Linked DNA regions of Mus musculus: region 1 is linked to region 2. A link is a contact called in public Micro-C data. All regions are on one chromosome and are shown on one strand. The core of a region is the stretch at or near the end of the contact, and the rest is flanking DNA. Distances in the headings are between cores, read along the strand shown. Region 1 has its middle 49 kb from the start of Gm40061. Region 2 has its middle 55 kb from the start of Rap2b.

Evidence for each region. Hi-C and Micro-C count contacts between places; a contact is called where the count stands out from the background.
Region 1: a contact with region 2 is called in a Micro-C map of muscle stem cells, with 5 times the contacts expected there. The contact joins two enhancer-like sites. A contact is called at or near these places in 4 of 484 Hi-C or Micro-C datasets (adipose-derived mesenchymal stem cells, embryonic fibroblasts, embryonic stem cells and 1 more) and 1 of 115 datasets of contacts at active chromatin or transcription factors (fibro-adipogenic progenitors).

Annotation. Positions count from the first base shown.
Region 1 is chr3:61,438,778-61,443,631 of GRCm38.p6, forward strand. No RefSeq gene overlaps it. Among named protein-coding and RNA genes, the nearest start is that of Gm40061, 49 kb to the left of the region's middle. Within about 2 kb of position 2,999, at least 58 of the 459 cell types and tissues checked have an H3K27ac peak or open chromatin away from gene starts, as enhancers often do. A contact at or near this core is called in adipose-derived mesenchymal stem cells and muscle stem cells, where this site is marked.
Region 2 is chr3:61,307,085-61,311,895 of GRCm38.p6, forward strand. No RefSeq gene overlaps it. Among named protein-coding and RNA genes, the nearest start is that of Rap2b, 55 kb to the right of the region's middle. Within about 2 kb of position 2,322, at least 15 of the 459 cell types and tissues checked have an H3K27ac peak or open chromatin away from gene starts, as enhancers often do. A contact at or near this core is called in adipose-derived mesenchymal stem cells and muscle stem cells, where this site is marked.

The DNA of each region.
Region 1 (4,854 bases), core at 1,749-4,248, 130 kb after region 2:
ATGTGGAAAGGCAAGAAAAATCTAGGTCCTTAATTATTTGTGTACTCTCATAATTTGCTAAAATATCTTATGATTGGAGATTTAATTAAGATATTTTCAGTCTCTTAGTCAATTCCTGTAAAATAAATATAATTTAGCCTTTTTAATTTCATATGCCTGTGTTTACTGAACAGTGCTATCAAGTTTAAATCCTCAAATTAGTCTCCAGAATGTGTCATAGTTGTTAAAAGTATGGTAGAAAAATGCTAAGTTTTATATATTTCAACTAAATACTATTGTGTCTTCAAATCGTAACAAAGGTAAGACATATGTATTGGTTAATTTACAATTTTGTAAAATGTGACAGGTTACAGTGTAGTGAGGCTTCCTGAATGTTATTACTTTGTGCTTCTTCCATTTGATGAAAACACTAACGAGGTCTTCTACCTTGCTTTGTCTTTCTGTAGTTAAGATCATGGATAATCTCTTTGGTCTTCCTTGTTCCTTAGCTTCTTTGGGTCTGTGGATTGTAAAATGGTTATCTTTCCTTTATGGCTAATGTCCACTTATAAGTTAGTACATACTATGCATGTCTTCTGGGTCTCTGTTACCTCATTCAGAATATTTTCTACTTTCATCAATTTGCCTAAAATTTTTATGATGTCCTTGTTTTTTCAATAGTATTCCTTTGTGAAAATGAATCACATTTTGTTTATCCATCCTTTCATTGAAGAACATATGGGTTGTTTCCAGTTTCTGGCTATTACAAATAAAGTTGCTATGAACATAGTTGAACAAGTGTCCTTATGATATGATGGAGCATCTTTTGGTTATGTGCCCAGAAGTTGTATAGATGGATCTTGAGGTAGAACTATTCCCAATTTTCTGAGAAACTGCCAGTTTTAGTAAATATACCTGACAATGCATATCACCCACAGACTATGTTTAGGAAATTCCATTTGGTTTCCAATCATTTTTATTCAGCAATATTTACCAGTGACACAAAGTGATAAGTGCTGGCTAATTGTAAAGGTGTAAAGATTGTGGACAAGATTCAGCAGCCAATTTATTGTGTGCTTCCTCAAAAGAGTCCCAGATGTGATAACTGCACATAATCAAATTGGAGAGAAGGGTCCTTTCAGATATAATAATGTTGAAGATGTTGTCTTTAGATGTGGCTCCAATTTCTTATGACTGGAGTCCTTGTAGAAATAGAAGAGGCAGCAAAATACACAAGTAGAATACTATGTACTGCAGAGGAAGATAGTGACCCAAGAAGCCAAGAACACCCAGGATAGCAGATAATACCAGGAACCATGTAGCAATTTCTCACACAATACCTTGAGAGAGTACAGTCACACTGACAACCTGGCTTTTAAATGGCTAGTGTCCATCCTCCAAGAGAATAACTTTCTGATGTTTAGTCATCCACTCTGGCATGAACCTCTAGGTCTTCAACATATTCCACATAGGAGGTGGTCACTGTGCAAAATCTCAGTAGTGACCTCTTCTAGGCTCTGGTGTTCTGGTTCTATTTTATCCTCTCCCATCCTGCTTGTGCATTTCTAAACTCTTCACATCGAGTGCTAAATCTCTAGAAGTTAATTTCTTTTTAAATCCCTTAATCTAATATTGACTTTTTTCATACTGAAGTACATTTAGGATATAGGGTAACTTTGGGTATCCTACTTGATACCTAGAACATGTCAGCATTGGAAAGGAAAGTCTTTCTCTTAGAATCATAGCTGAGCCCTGGGATACTTCTGAGAGATAAACTTCCTGCAAAACACAACAGAATAGAACCTTAGAATGGGTTTTTATCATGGCTGGCTGACTGTGTTAGTTGGGTTCCCTAAGAAACAAATACCAAGCCAGAATTGGCTGTGTTGGAAAGGAATCAGAAAAAAAAAAAGTCCATAAATAGTAAAGGGACATGGTACTGGAAAGACAGGGGTGGGTCATCAGGTCACTCTGCTGGTGTGTCTATGAAGAAGACTTAGAAGAGGAGGGAAGTGTGTGCAGGGAGAGTCTGTATCAAACCTCCAAGAAATGTTTAGCCAGGTACATGGGGAACTGTGTGCCAATATTTCCTAAGCATCCAGAAAGTTCCATGTCATGAAAATGGGTTTACATAAGTATGCTTAGTAGGCTTATCTGTCAACTATGAGCATACATGATAAACGTAACTGAGCTTGGATATGATTAGGTCCAGGGGTATAGCATCTTGAGCATCAGTCAATGATGCTTCTAACAGCACAACATCTGAGTAGCCACCCTTGTGTCAATGCTAGAACACATTTGCATTGTTAGCAAGAATCAACAGAGGGCTAGAATACTGGATAATAAGGCAATCTTTAATTCATTTACTAGGCCTCTAAATGTCAATGTCAAGTCTTTTTTTTTTTTTTTTTTTTTTTTTTTTGGTCAATGGGTAGTCAGAAGCAGTCTTCTCATCAGCTGGCTGGGTGGCATCAGGTTTTTGTCAATGTCTCCTAGCTGTGATTTGGAAGATAGTTCTGGTCCACAATACTTCCCTTTGAGGAGTGTTGCTCCCTGGTTTATTGCTTCATGTGGCACTGGTCTGCAGAGGCTCCAGATGATTCTCCCAGTGCTGGTGTGGTATGCTTTAGCAGCTGCTCCCCTTTGCTCACTCCCTTTTTTTTTTCTTCTTCTTTTTTTTTTGGCCTTTTCCTTCTGTGCCCCAAAATGCGACTCACACTTCAACGCTCAGTCCAATTCCATTGACTACTTCCTGAACTGTACAATTCATCAGCTGACCAAATGTTTCCTTCCTCACAGACTCAATGTGTTCTATATTTGATTCCTCTTGATAGATAAAATTGTGAAATACGTAGAATAGGAAATGTCCTTCTCTAATGGTTGTACTAACCACGAAAATCCTGACACTGCTGGTATTGCTTAGTTACTATTTTTTCAATAAGTACTTGCCATGACAAGGGCTCCAGTCACCCAGTAACTATTCCTGGCTTCCTGGCTGCTGATCACATTGTTCACAATTCCAGACATTGATGATTCATGGTGAGTTCATGTTGCAGTATTCTGGATGCTAAAAAGCATTCCTTAGTATTTCCTCGTCAGAACTTTGCAAATATTGAACTCAACAGCAATAATTATATAAAGCTTTGTCTGCAATGTGATTTTAGGTGATTTTTATTTAGTATAACTTTTAGTATTATCAGTACTAAAAAGTAATAAAATACATAGAATTTTCTCAAATTTCTTCAACAAAATAGTCATGAAGGGACTAGATATGTATATTTGGGAGAGTTGTCTCAAAAATCTGACATTCACATGGCTGGCTTTCATTTTCTATGGGAAACCATGTGAAGAGAAAGAATGAGTCTATATTGTTGGAATTTAAGGCACAGGAGAAGTCAGGGAGGTGATGAAGAACTGTTTGGTCTGGATCTGACACTGATCAAGACTGACTCCTCTGGTAACCTTAAGGAAGTTCATATTGGGCACGTCACACATGTGGTGAGCTGTCCTGATGATAACCTTGCTGCAGTGCTAAATGCTCATAGACTTCACATTTTCATTTGTGCCTTCTCTTGCTGCTTCTGACCTGAGTCTCTCCACAAACATCTCTGCCTGTCTACCTGTTTAGGGATTGTCACTTCTCCATTATCAGAAAAGGGACCTCATATTTTATTTAGTCTACAGTTTGAGGAAGTCTCCTGTCTTCAGAAAGGTGGCATTTCCCATCTGGTTGGGAACATTTCCACATTAGCAAACCAGCAGGAGTCACCAAGCAAGCAGAGTACACAAAGGCCTATGATTTGTGTTGGCTTTATGTCACCATTCCTGAAGCAATCTAGATTAGTGCAACAAGCTCACACTTGGCAGACTGGCTATGTAATAGGTACCTGAATACCTTGTTCTTATTTTCACTGTAGTAGCAGGCAAAATCTGATCTAAGTAGTCTCTTTTCTTCCCAAGCTCGCATATAATTATGTAAGGCTTCCTCTGTAAAGCTTCATGTTTCTGATCATTGTTTAAAGTTCAATACTAAAACCTTCACTCAAAGATGTGTGTCTTAGTCAGGGTTTCTATTCCTGCACAAACATCATGACCAAGAAGCAAATTGGGGAGGAAAGGGTTTATTCAGCTGTTCATCACTGAAAGAAGTCAGGACTGGAAATCAGGCAGGTCAGGGAGCAGGAGCTGATGCAGAGGCCATGGATGGATGTTCTTTATTGGCTGGCTTCCCTGGCTTGCTCAGGCTGCTCTCTTATAGAACCAAGACTTCCAGCCCAGAGATGGTCTCACCCACAAGGGACCTGAAACCCTTGATCACTAATTGAGGAAATGCCTTACAGCTGGATCTCACGGAGGCACTTTCCCAACTGAAGCGTCTTTCTCTGTGATAACTCCAGCTGTGCCAAGTTGACACAAAACTAGCCAGTACAGTGTGAGAGTTCCCTGTGGAATATACACACTTAACTGTTAGACTGTGATCATCAGTTACTTATAAATTCTCCACAGCTAGTAAATGCATATGACTGTAGGGATATGTTAATTTCAAATAATTAGTATTAAAAACATTTTGTGTATGTTTTGTAGTTTAAAAAGGTGGATTTCTCATTTGAACTTATCTTTGGGAATACCAGTAGTATTATCATTAATATAATTTCCTTTTTGGAAAGATCAATAATGCTTTACAAACATGATTTTCTCTAACACTGCTTTGCTATTTATATTTCCAGATACTAGGCTGATGAAGTTATCAATATTTAATGATGAAGAGACAATTCAAGCTTTATTTGTGGAGATTCATAATGAACAAACTTATGAAACGGCCTTGGCAAAGGACTTTTCTCCTGTAGGGATGTATGTTAATTCTGAGTTTAGATG
Region 2 (4,811 bases), core at 1,072-3,571:
CCGACCCCCTGTCTCCGTGAGGATGTCCCCACCCCACCAGACCTCTAAACTGCCTGAGACTTCCAGTCTCTTCAGGGTTAGGTGCATTTTCTTTGACTGAATCCAGACCTGGGAGTCCTCTGCTGTATGTGTGTTGGGGCCTCATATCAGTTGGTGTATGCTGCCTGGTTGGTGGTCCAGTGTTTGAGAGATCTTGGAGGTCCAGGTTAATTGAGACTGCTGGTTCTCCTACAGGGTTGCCCTCCTCCCAGGTTCTTGCAGCTTATCCCTAATTCAACCACAGGGGTCAGCAGCTTCTGTCCATGGGTTGGGTGCATATATCTGCATCTTGCATCTGACTCATTCAGCTGTTTGTTGGGTCTTTCGGAGAGCAGTCATGATAGGGCCCTTTTTGTGAGCACTCTGTAGTCTCAGTAAAGCTTCTGTAAGTCAAAGGATATGGTCAATAAGACAAATCATCAACCTACAGATTGGGGAAAAAAAGCCTTCACTAACCCACATCCAATAGAGGGCTAATATCCAAAATATATAAAGAACTCAAGAAGCTAACCACCAAATTTTATTCCCCTCCTGGGAATAAAACAACCAAACAACCCAATCAAAAAATGGGGTATAGAACGGAACAGAGGACTGGAGCCCTGGCTCCAGTCTCCAGCACCCCTCCCCTTGTCAATTCCCAAAGGAGGCTGGAACTACTTCGGTAGTAACTGGCTATGGTGTTTCAGAAAATCAGATAACAGCAACCTTACAAATGACAGGAAACTCTCACCCCAGACCCTCCAGGCTGCTGCCTGTCTCTCTACACATCTAGGGCATCAGTGAATTTTAATAAATCTCTGACCTAAAAGGACAACCACTCTCAATGTCCCGTTTGAACCCTAAACTCAATACCTTTCAACAGATACTCAGTTTTCAGATCAGAATTAAAAAGGAAAGAGAAATAGGAACGGGTAACAAAATGAAAAATTCAAAATCCATACAGGTTCTAGTAATCACCTATGATTCCCAATATAAACCTCTGAGACTAGCCGGGAAAAAAATTTTTCAATGCAAAAACAGACAAGAAGTGAATTTATTTCACTTCTGGAAATGTCCCAGAGCTTAATATAAGATGCATCTTTACTCTGACCCCTTACGAAAAGCATCAGTAACAACATTGCATAAAGAAGAGAGTTATTGTAGTATAAAAGCAAAGCAATGCAAAGCAAAACAAAACAAACAACAACAAAACTCGTCACTTGTGAGTGGATCCTGTGGAAGCAAGTTACTATTTTCATGTAAGCAAGAGACAGAGCCTTGTCTTTGTCATCTGTGTCTTCATTCTTTCTGACATCACATGGTGTTGGAGCTCTCAAAGGCCCACCGACACGGCAGGAAATAGCAGATTTGAAGAATCATGGACCAGAATCATGAGGTCATGGAAAGAAAAAGGCTTGCATGTCATAGGGCTGAGAAAGACTTCCGCTTGCTTCTCCTTCAAAGTGTCCTTCCTCTGAGTTTACACAAACATTGAATATGAGGTAAAGATTTACATGAAAAGATACCAAGAAAAGCTGAAGTAATATGTCACTTTTGTCATTCGTCATTCGGGGTGTCTTTCAGTATATATTAACTTAGCTCAAAGTATAAATAAAGCAAAAATAAATTTAACTTAAATTGAAATGTCATCTTCCCAGGCTGTCGTTACTATTTTACATGGGATCCCTTTTAAAGGTCCTTTATTTTTTATTTTTATTTATTTATTTTTTGGATCCAATTATCCTCATGCAACCAACTGGGACTGCCTAGGTTTTAAAGTGCCTCATGGAAAGAATAAGCTAAACCAGTCAACTTGCCTAAGTTGACTCATGAAATTCCTGATGCTTTAGCCAAGCATTTTTGTAATCCTGGGTATTTTACACTCACAAAAGGCAGCAACTGCTATGTTACATTGATAAAAATCTGAGTCATTGCATGCAGTTCCATTAGAAAAAAAAAAAAAAAACTTTTGAAACACTAGACAATGACAACTGGTCAAATAGAAAAGCACCGCTCAATATGGATGGCTTGGGATTGGACAGCAAACAGCCATGCTTAAATCTTACAGAAGTAGAAACTGAACCTAAAAGGGGGGGTCAGCTTGTCAATATGATCTTCCAGATCTGAATTTATGTTTGTCTGGTGAATATTTACTTCATTCTTTAGCCCTCCCCATATTCCTAAGTCTAAAAATCTCACTAATAACAAATATAATCAACCTGTGCTCCTCCTGTTCCTATTCCGTCTAACAGTTCCTGTTAAAATCCATTTCCTCTGAGTAAATTCTATTCCATCATACTTGATTAGGTACTTATTAATTTCAACAGTCTTGTGGTTGTGTCACTAAGATGTTCAGTTTCAGTTCCTTCAGCCCAGAAAAATCTACTAGCAAAATATATATTTTTTTAAATTATGGGAAACATATGTATTAAATTCCCTTCATAGAACATGTGTCTTTCAATGATTGGAAAGAGGGAACTTGGCAAAAGTATTTTGTTTTCTGCCAAACCCAGTGTTCCAGGCAAAATGGATTTTGAAATTTAACTAAGGCTGAAGTTCTGGTCCCCAACTTCCTCTCTGTGAGAAAATATTCTCATAACTCATTAAGATTTTCAAGCATGTTTTATGTAGTTTTTTTCTTGTCTGTGCTATAAAAACTTGGGATATAGTGTTATCAGGGCAACAACTTGATTTAAAATTTAATGATTATAATTAATTAAACATTGTTAAAGATTGGCCCTGTTTGATTAATATTCACATATTTTTGGTCTATGACTCATCATAACATTCCAATAGAAAATGATGACAAAAATCCAAGGAAAGACTCCCCTAAAGCATTGTTATGACTGACCTAAGCCCCCTAGATTAGACGTAGGTCTAAGAGACCTTGAAAGCTTTGGGTGGAAAAGGGTTGGCTTTGTTTTAATAAGCTGACTCCTGCTTTACAATGACAGCAAACCACATATGAATATATACTTACTTAGCAAATAAGCATTAGAAACCAGATTCACAAACAGCTCTTGCAACTTTCTGTATCTATGTTAGGTGTTCTGCATGGAAGTTCACTGAAGATGGGCCTGGCAAACAAGAATCCACAGGCAGAGACCTCTGCTTCCCCTCTCCTATGAACCGCTATTAAACCTGTAATCAGCAAAGAAACACAAGGTTGTTAAAGAGACAAGATTGGAGCCCTCTGTGCTACACAGGCACATTCATGCTTCCCTGGATTTATAAAGATAGAAAGTTTCTAAAATGCCTTAGCAAGTCATGAATACATTTACAGTCACTAGTGATGGCCCATTTCAAACATTCATCATGCCTATAAATAAACCATGAATTTCCCCAGATTATAAAAAAAACACTTCTGACATTTAGTATGCTAATTATCCAAGTCTCAGGTGTGAGATGCAGATAGCTGAAGCACTCAGTAGTTACCTTCCAGAAAGTAGTGTTTTCTGATTGCTTGAGGTCCATCTCTTTAATTTCCATAAAGCGGCGGCGTTGCCTGGCCATTGACTCAAAACTAAAGCTAATGGCTGTGTCTCTGATGGGATACTGCTCTGCTGGAACACATTTAAACTTCATAAACTAAACTCACTTATTATTACTATTAAGCATTTTTGAAACAGCGTTTGCAGCAGTAACCTTCATGGCACAGTAACAAAGCAGTGCCCCCTGGTTCCATTTGGAGCTACTGTATACACCCTTCTGGGAGTCAATATTCATTTTACCATATATATTTCATGTGGGCCCATCAGTTTAAATAGATAAACACTGTCCATGGTAGAGGTCTTGGTTAATATGCATTGCTTTGATGGTTGTTGATTTGAAACACCTGAGATAGAAACGGTTCCATGAACAGGGGAGCTTTAAAGGAAAGAGTGCCACTGTGTTTTTCCTTTCCCCTTTAATGCTTAGTTGCTAAGCATTAGAATTGTGGAAACTATTTTTAAATTTAAAAGCATTTTCATTATCTTGCTCTTATGAATTCATAAACACACAGAGGCAGATCCTGAAAGAGCGAACGGGATTTGACAGAGTCAAGAGAAATAACCATTATGGCCAATCTTTTAAATAAGTATATTCCCTGCTGGCATTCTGAAAAAGCCCAGGAGAGCCAGCCAGGAGCTACAGAAACAGGATGGTCTTTGAAGCTTGCAGTTTTCAGGGAAGGCAACTAACATTTGTTGAGTCATTATGTGTCAGGCACTGTGCCAAATAACTTATAGTCACTATTATACTAAATATATTCAAAATAATTCCATTAGAAAAGCTTAGCATGATAATGATCTGGAGTTATTGTCAAACTCTGTGTGTGTGTGTGTGTGTGTGTGTGTGTGTGTGTGTGTGTGTGTGTGTGAATTGATAGCCAAAAAAATATAATTTTCTTTTCATAGTTTCACTTCATTTCCTTTGAACACATTAGGAGTATTATCCAAAGCTTCTGACAAAGTAGGTTGGTGGTCTACAGGAAACTACATACTCCCAAGCCAACATCTATAAAACTTCTGATATCAAAAATGTGGGTTTTTTCAACAATGAATCATCTGTTAATTCTCTGTGAAAACAAACTGAATATTATCTATAGTTTGACCTAGGGCCCCACAAATCCACCTCTTACTTCAACAATTGCAAGTTATGAGTCCCCAGTTTCCTTACCCTGGTACATACTTGGCAATAAACCAGGGCTCCTAATATTCACTTCTTGGGCTCAGAAACTTGCTGTATCTTCTCTCAAGATGAGAGGAGAGTGTCTCTTTACTATTATCAGTTTACTATATTGATACAAGTTG